Regions from separate parts of the Mus musculus genome. Here regions 2 and 3 are each linked to region 1. The links are chromatin contacts, called in public Hi-C and HiChIP or PLAC-seq maps. All regions are on one chromosome and are shown on one strand. The core of a region is the stretch at or near the end of the contact, and the rest is flanking DNA. Distances in the headings are between cores, read along the strand shown.

Region 1 (2,700 bases), core at 8-2,507:
TTACCACATATTAGAAGGCCTTGTAGGATTTAAGTGCTCCCCAAAGGCTATTTCAACTATGTACTGTCCCACACAAAATATTATAGCCTTCAAGTGTCTGGACAACTTTCAGTCTAGCTTCAGTGGTCCCAGCGTCTCCTGGTGCCTGCCATACAGTAGTCCTAGAGGAGTTTGGAAAGCCCAGACAGACTGCATAGGTTTTCCCAGGCAGGCCAGCCAGTTGGCTGCTTTTTCCTGTGCCATTCTGGGAGCTGCAGCAAAGGTTCCTGTCTGCATCTGTGATAAACAGCTCTCCTAGAGCGGCCACAGACCTGGCTAGATTTGGCTTCAGTCCACAGTGCAATATTGTGCTTGGCAGCTGAAGCCATTATGGGAAAGGGGGGGGAAAAATCAAAGAACTCTCGCACCAAATTTCCTTTTGAGAAGGGCATTACTGATCAAAAAGTAGTGTTCAGAACTGATAATTGCTTAGATTAAATGACTGTGTCATTTTTTTTTATTCATCTTCTGGCTCAGCCCTTACCCCAGAATAGATGAATATTAGAATTCATTGAGACTTTTGGTTTTTTTAGCAATCACTCTAGAGAAATAAGTTTGTTTGCTTATTTGGTTCAGTGGGATCTTTTATTCTTGGTTTAAATATGTGCAAAAAAAAAAAGTCCCCTGTCCACAAGTCCTGTCTGTCTCCCCGTGTTGAATTTCATGTATTTTCACACTTGTCTGTCATCCAAAGGAAGCACAGAGACGAGGTCTGAACCAAGACTCTCATTTAAATTGCATGATGTGTGCATGTACGTGTGCACCCAGCTAATTACAGGTTGCAATAGAATGTGGTAGGATTTCAATTTCGCTTCATTATGTCTCAGACAGGGACATAACATTGAGAAGGAATTGCTAGGCTGGGGGAAGAGAAGCACATAGGTAGAAGTAAGTTTCTTTCAATGCAGACTTTTAAGGGGGATGGGATTTAGTTTGGGGTCTTGTTTTGTTTTGTTAGGTCAACAAAGACCTCTTTCGGTGGGAGTCCTATCAGATGGATAGCAGGACTTGCTTGTGCTTAAGAAGATCCATTGCCCCAGCAGAGAAGACTGAGAGTGCAGGTGTCTGGTCCTGCAAGTGGATTTTTCCCCCTACTGCCCAGATGCTTGGCTAACAAAGCAGAGGCTCTCCAGCTCTGGTCTCAGGGTCTCCCGGAGCTAAGCCTAGAAGCAAGGGAAAGGAAGGATAGCAGGAGAGAATAATTGCTATTCAGTCTTCTTTAATGAGATGTATGGCCCGCTGCTGAAAGATTGTGGCTGTGTCTTTTGTTATGCTAATTAGACACCATTAGAGCTTGGCAGTCTTTGATTTCTGCTTAATCCTCTCTGCTTCCTCGGCCTCAGTCCTGACTGGCAAATGGTTGGCAGATAGTGGGCTGTGTCTCACCACACTTGTTATTTATCACTCCTGTGTACACTGACTTCTCTGGTAGAGAGGTGGATAATAAAAGATTTATTTTACCAAAGCCGGTATGTGTTTTGGGCATTCTTTTTTTTTGGCTTAAAGTTTTTTGTTTTTTGTTTAAGTTTGGAAATGAGCATCCCCCTCTCTGCCTTTTTTAAGTTCCTCTGCTATTGCTGTTTCTGTGGCCACTTTTTCAGTCATAAAGAATATGTGACAGTTTGGATCATCTTTCTCCTAGTCCCAGGATGTCCCAAAAATCCCAGTGTAAAATCTCAAATTGATTACACCCTAAAATGTTAGGGAAGCTGTAATTTGGAGGGGGTTGGAGAGACGCAGGAATAATTTAATGGCCCAAACAACAATCGAGCCTGTCTTTACAATTTGCAGATACAGCTGCCTTCTTATCTAAGACTTACCTGAATGGCCCTCTTCTGAATAGTACAAGGGGTGGTGTGACCTGTGAGAGTCTCTGACAGCATCACAGTGATCTAGAGTACCCATGTGCAGGAAAAACTCAGGGTAAACTACAGATTTTTTTTTTAATTTCCTGCTAGCCATATTTTTTAAAATGTGCTCAAGTCCCCGTTCCGTGTGTGTGTGTGTGTGTGTGTGTGTGTGTGTGTGTTCCTAAATTCATGAATATAGCCTGCTTGATCTATATAATGTTACTTGTGTGCATATATTTTCAGGGCTAACCATTCAGTATTGGACAACCCATCCCTTCCTGTTCAGCTCATGAGACTTCATGGGTGTAGCTTATGACACTTCTAGGGAACAGAGTCTCTCAGAAAACTGCCCGTTCTGGCTCCTACAACCTTCCTGTCCCCTCTTCTCCAATGATCCTGAATCTTAGGTGTAGAAGTCGTGCTATAGATATCAGTTGGGACTAGCCTCCACAACTCTACATACCAATTGGGGGTGGTTTTCCATGGTTTTCCCTCTGTTGCAAAGAGACGCTTCCTTGGTAGGGATGAGAACTACACTTGTCCAGATAGACCTGGAGGAGGGTCCCCAGTACCACCTTTTAAAAGTGAAAAGAAACTGGTACACTTAGACTTAATCTTATATATAAGTCAGTTTACCAAAAGTGGTGTTTTAACAAGAAAACAGTCTAAGCCAGGCGTAGTAGTAGTGGCGCACACCTTTAATCCCAGCACTCAGGAGGCAGAGGCAGGCAGATTTCTGAGTTCGAGGCCAGCCTGGTCTACAAAGTGAGTTCCAGGACAGCCAGGGCTACAGAGAAACCCTGTCTCGAAA
Region 2 (2,700 bases), core at 57-2,556, 130 kb before region 1:
AAACAGCAGTTTGCTTTAAGGAAGTTTTCTTTTTAGAGTCTGGAGATAAATTATGATTTAATTTGTTTCTGCCATTGGCCTTTGAACGTTAGTAATAGCAAATTTTATCAATTGTACATACACACACTGATGGAAACGTGTTAGGTTTCTGGAACTGTTGTCCGTGCTTTCCTCTCAGGTGATATAAAGTCCTTGTAAAGTACATTTGCTCAGTTTTTGTCTGATGAACAGACAAAAAGATGTCCTTTCTGGGAAGGACCAAGTCCTTCCAGTGGGATTATTAATTTACCTTCTCCCATGAGTCTCGGGAGAACTGAGCAGCAGTGTTTTGATAGGAACAGCCTTTGTGCTTTCTCTGTAAATGAATGTATGTTCAAAAACCAGAATGCCCAAGTCTTGACGCACATAAATCAAATGATTCTCTTTGTCAGTCAACCCTTCTCATCTCATAAACTTTAGTCTCTAAATCTTCTGACTAATTGGCTCCTTATTTGTACATACCTCTATTCTCCAGTAGCAAAAATTCTGTCCTCCAAATAGTATTTGCCCAAAAATATTCCTGATTTGGGTTTTACTTTGCAGTTGGGTTTTCATTTATGGTACGGTGCCCTGTAGGTTTTAAGACAGACTAGACACCATAAACAGGGTGGCACTCGGTGTTTGATACACCATGGACCACACCTGCTCAGCTTCTGTGTGGCATAAATGGGAGCACGTCCACTCTGGGCTCATCACTTCTCAGTCACATGGTGAGATGTTTGTGTAGGGAAGAAAGGTTTGGGAATATTGACATGTGACCTCTTTCTTACTGATTGCTAAGTAATGGTGGCAAAGATAATAGAATAACAAGTTTGGCAGTTATATTTTCATCAAGAAAATAAATACATTTTCCTATATTCGTATTGCTAGTGTAGACTTCACAGTTATGTGATGTAGAATAACTTTGGAAACAAGTCAACTGAACATCCAAACATTTGAAGCAATTTTCTTGTCTAGAATGGACTCTAAAGCAGCCTGAGGGCTGGCATTAGACTGTGCAGCTCTGACAGACTCATTTAGGCATTGAGGCAGTTTCCAGAAAGTCCTGAGCTCAGGATTATCTCGTCAGTATTCAGTTAGGTAGGTAGTTGCTTAGTTGTGAGTGTGGGAAAGGTGTTAATTATGAGAGCATGAATGACTAAAGGGAGACTGTGTCACCAAAAGTGACCTCTCCTCTTTAGAATGCTTCCTTGGGTCTCAGTGGGGCTTTTTCATACAGCAATCACTGCTTAGAAGTTATATAACATAGTATCAGCTCACTCCTTTGCTTAGTCATTCCTCCTGAGGAAACACTTGGATTCTTTCCAACTTGCTAGCAGCTCCTAAGGGTTCTGCGTGAGTTCTTTTTTTGTTTTCTTTTCTTCTTTTTTTTTTTTTTCTCTTTTCCTTGCTTTTGCGGTGGAGGCCATAGCCACAGGTTACAGTGTACAATTAAATAGAAGTATATGTATGCTATTATTATAGCTAATATATAAATGTTGGATGATATAAAACAATCGGGCACATTTGTATCTTACTGTTTTGTGGGTTCACTGTACATCTCTGCATACTTACATCAATTTTAGCCCACGTGGGGCAATTCTTTTGAAGTAGGTTGACAGCTTTCCAGTTAAATGTCAGAAAGAAGCCTAACTGTTAGATTTGAAATAAACTGATTTCTCTTGGTTCAGTGTTAGCCTCACCTTTTGAGTGGCAGGACTTGAGCAAACTCAGAGGTCCCCTGCATTCTACAATGCTCCCTTTAATGACTTGGAGGCTGTTGTTTGAGTTTCCCAGGATTGTGTGGGTTATTGTTATATCTTTGCTTTTATGGTATAGTTGTGGTCTTATCACAGTTTGTTCCATGCTGAGTCACAGACAGGAGAGCAGCAGTCCATGTTTTTATTATTCCTGTGAGGAAAGGCAGACTTTCATGATGCATTTTCCAGGAATTCATTGTGGAGAAAAACTGAGACAGCCGGTGTATAAAACCAGACACATACGCAGTCTTAAGGAAGATGTTATCAGAGAAAATTGTTTCCTTTCCAGACACTCGGGGTTGTTTGGGTATCTTTATCTGTGATTGGACATGACCTCATGAATTATGTTGTCCATTTACGATAGCTACTAATACTGGTGGTGCTCAGAACCTTCTTGGCATGCCTCAGCTCTCTCCCCTCCTTTCCTGCTCATCCTTTTCCTGACCCCCTCACCCTCTGGCCTTCCAGCTTCCATGCAGCCTGGCTGCTTACTTAGTAGGGTACTTACTTAGTGGTCCAGCTGTCCTCCAATGGCCCCTGTGCCATCAGCATTTGCTCTATGGCTGAAACTGGCTGAAGAAGTTGAACACTTTGATGCCCCTAGAGCTGTCTTTCTGGTTCCCAAGTCTTTCCTTTTGATGGTATTCCTCCATGTTCACATTAGCCACGCTGAAGCTTTTCTATGCAGTTTATGGATAATTCTGCAAGAACCAAAGCAACACCTCAGCCATAGGCTGGGACTTGCCACAAAGGGCCACTTCATCCACCCGCTGCCCACAGGTGCCACTTAGACATTAGCCTCTCATCATCCTTCACACCCCAAGTGTGGCCTGGGGCACACTCAAGAAGCTCTTGATGGGCACAGGGGAGAGGTGTGATAATGACTGATCTGAAAACTCTTGTGTCCTTGTTCGTGAAAGTA
Region 3 (2,700 bases), core at 5-2,504, 240 kb before region 1:
TACTGGTGCAGGTAATCTTGTCTGAGGATGCTTTTCAGAGTCCGTAGCAGAGCATCTACCTCTTTAATGTACTACACCACTTTAGAACTTAGCTGAAATAACAACAAATTGTACTGGTACTATGTGTATGGTTGACATTCATGTATCAGTATTCTCATTTTAACCATTTCTTAATTCTTTGGGGGGAAAAAAAGAGCAATTTTAATTTCCCAAGGCTTGAATTTACATCTGAGTATCTTTGCGCAGAGGCTTATGGGGAGGATCAAGTCATAGGGATCTTGTTATTGGATCGACTGCCTGCTTTCAGGTCAGTTTCCCAACTAATGCATGGGTGTGGCCATCCTCATTCCACTTTTCTAGAGAAGAGACCCTGGCACAGACTGAGAGAGAAGCCATAATCTCAGAATCTGACTTTATAATCTGAGCCTGCCCTGTCCTCTCTGCTCATGTTCTGTCCATAGTAGCAAAGCCACTCAGGATGCTCCTGGGGTGTTTGCAGGCACATTTTCTCCATCCCTATCTAAACTCCTATGGGCAGAAGCTCTGTAATTACCTGTCAGCTGGAATAGTGTTTAATCACCCTGAATTCACGGAGATTCACTAACGTAAGAGGAGAACATGCCTGGAGAGCAGGCAGTGATGCTTATAGGCACCCCCTTGAATAACCCAGGAAGAAAACTAGCCAGTCTCTTTAATTTTCAGCCAAGTCTTGCTTATGTGTAGTAAACAAGGCTGTTTTGATTTTGCCACTTATTACTGCAATGAGGGGATTGTATTCTGACCTGCACATGCAAGCTGGTCAATGCCGGCACCGCTGATAGTTTTAAGTGAGGAGTCCCCTTCCTCCTGGGTGGAAATGGGTCTCAGCATCTCCCACAGCAGTGACTGCAATGGTGGTGAAATCTGCAAGTCTCTCTTCCTTATTTATTGGATCTGGCCTCCACTGATAACACTACATTTTTGCCCCACTCTGCAGTTATATTAGACCCTTAAACTTAGACTCTTTGTACTTCATCATTGTAATTTACACACTGGGCTGGGACATTCCCTTCAAGACAGTTTGTCTTGTGCCTCCAGCTGCTCCCCAATAGCCATTGTGCTGAATAAGCACTTAGTTCAGTATGTCCTTGATACAATTAATGCAGGCATCTGCAGAAGCGGCCTCGGCAGCAGCAGCTGCACTGCCTTATGGAAGCCAACTTCTGCTTAGCATTGTGATAAAAGAAATAGTTTGGAGCTGAAGCTAATGTTGGCTTATTTTTAGCATAAAGAGAGTTGCACCTGCCAGGGCTGGGAGAGGCCTGAGGTTTGTTGATTACAAGGTCTTGTTAGTGCCATTGTTATTGGTAAAATGGGCATGATGTCATCCTCAGGAAACCGAATTGGCACCCCGTCGAGTGACAAATAATTTACTCTCTGTGGTTTTAGCAGCATGGGCCTTGTGTTCTGAGGAGTGGAGTGCCGGAGTTTTCACAGTTGAGTGCTGGGGCACTGCAGAGGTGTGCGACAGTGAGAGGAATTGATACTCGCTGGTAATCAGCATGCATAGCAATGGCCAAGGTGTAATGAAACATAAGTGCACAGTTAGGGTACCAGGTGGGGCCCTGGGGCTTCGCATGCACTGAGACCACAGCGAGCAGCCCAGCAGCACCATGTGGCAGATCCTCGATTTCTCATTAATCCTTCTGTCCCCTAAGTCAGGGCCCCATTGACTTTAAACAGCACTTCATCTGTTCAGTGTCTCCTCTCAGCAGTGGATGGAGGTGATGTCATTCATGATCGCGGCTGTCTGCAATTTATTAAAATAAATCATCACTCTGATTTTGTTTGGGAGTGATGCTCGCCATCCTTAGTGGCAGTCACGTGACTAGTCAGTCTAAACTGCTTACCATTGCAATAGTTATTTTAACAAAGCAGAGCAGCTGCTTATTTAAATCAGCCAAATGATCTTTGGCCTTTGAAACAACTTACAAATTAAAGTATGATATACATGTAAAAGAGTTAATAGCTACTAAAATGTATTTTCTTTGCTTATTTAAAAACTGTATTGTATTTATAGAAGCTGATGCGGCTTTTGCTTTATGCATCACCAAGATTCTCTTTCTGGCATGTTTCAGAATGAGAGACCAGTGAAGGAAGTGTGCCACGAATGCCACTGGGCTGCATACTAAAGAATGGCTGAAATACTAAAAGAGACAGAGTGCCCGAGGTCTGTGGCGTGAGGAAGTATGTTTAGAGCTTGCTGAAGGACTTAACTAGTGTTAGGGCAGCACAGGGAAGGCCCGCAGAGAGCTCCCATCTGGCTGCTTTGGTTGTGATTGGAAGGCACTGCATCTGCCCTGTAGAACACAAACAGTGTTAGTAAAGACTTTCCTCATCACTGAGTTTTCTAGGCTACATACAGCATGACGACGTGCGGTATCTCAGGATACTCTAGGTTGGACTCTAGAGCCGTGACTGTATCTTAATACCATCGGCTTAGTGACTTTACCCACAGAAGTAACCCTCCTGGATTTTGTCGTGTGATACTCTGAATGCTCTGAAAATGGAAAGTGGCCTATATGAATGCCCAGCGATGTGGTGCTGAGGATGGGAGAGCTTTTCTGTTGGTGTCATAGCTGCTGTCTCTTTTCCCACTGGACTCCCACCTCTTGTCCAGACACATTTAAAATGCCCAACTGAATTTCCCACGTTTGTTTT

What was found. A called contact is a pair of places that touch in the nucleus more often than the background predicts. HiChIP or PLAC-seq counts read pairs in DNA pulled down with a chosen protein or histone mark.
Region 2: a Hi-C map of the N1E-115 cell line shows a contact between it and region 1, with 2.7 times the contacts expected there. The contact joins two enhancer-like sites. A contact is called at or near these places in 5 of 484 Hi-C or Micro-C datasets (the N1E-115 cell line, adipose-derived mesenchymal stem cells, embryonic stem cells and 2 more) and 1 of 9 other capture datasets (embryonic stem cells).
Region 3: a contact with region 1 is called in an H3K4me3 HiChIP or PLAC-seq map of embryonic basal ganglia, with 2.8 times the contacts expected there. The contact joins two enhancer-like sites. A contact is called at or near these places in 1 of 15 datasets of contacts at CTCF or cohesin (pro-B cells), 9 of 484 Hi-C or Micro-C datasets (the AML12 cell line, the HL-1 cell line, the N1E-115 cell line and 6 more) and 2 of 115 datasets of contacts at active chromatin or transcription factors (embryonic basal ganglia and neural progenitor cells).

Annotation. Positions count from the first base shown.
Region 1 is chr13:29,369,693-29,372,392 of GRCm38.p6, reverse strand. All of the region lies in intron 13 of Cdkal1 (CDK5 regulatory subunit associated protein 1-like 1), which reads left to right. Among named protein-coding and RNA genes, the nearest start is that of A330102I10Rik, 350 kb to the right of the region's middle. Within about 2 kb of position 1,257, at least 68 of the 459 cell types and tissues checked have an H3K27ac peak or open chromatin away from gene starts, as enhancers often do. A contact at or near this core is called in the N1E-115 cell line, embryonic basal ganglia, neural progenitor cells and 1 more, where this site is marked.
Region 2 is chr13:29,502,232-29,504,931 of GRCm38.p6, reverse strand. All of the region lies in intron 11 of Cdkal1 (CDK5 regulatory subunit associated protein 1-like 1), which reads left to right. Among named protein-coding and RNA genes, the nearest start is that of Cdkal1, 350 kb to the left of the region's middle. Within about 2 kb of position 1,306, at least 102 of the 459 cell types and tissues checked have an H3K27ac peak or open chromatin away from gene starts, as enhancers often do. A contact at or near this core is called in the N1E-115 cell line, where this site is marked.
Region 3 is chr13:29,609,150-29,611,849 of GRCm38.p6, reverse strand. The region is part of intron 9 of Cdkal1 (CDK5 regulatory subunit associated protein 1-like 1); the gene reads left to right. Among named protein-coding and RNA genes, the nearest start is that of Cdkal1, 250 kb to the left of the region's middle. Within about 2 kb of position 1,254, at least 64 of the 459 cell types and tissues checked have an H3K27ac peak or open chromatin away from gene starts, as enhancers often do. A contact at or near this core is called in embryonic basal ganglia, neural progenitor cells and stem cell-derived neurons, where this site is marked.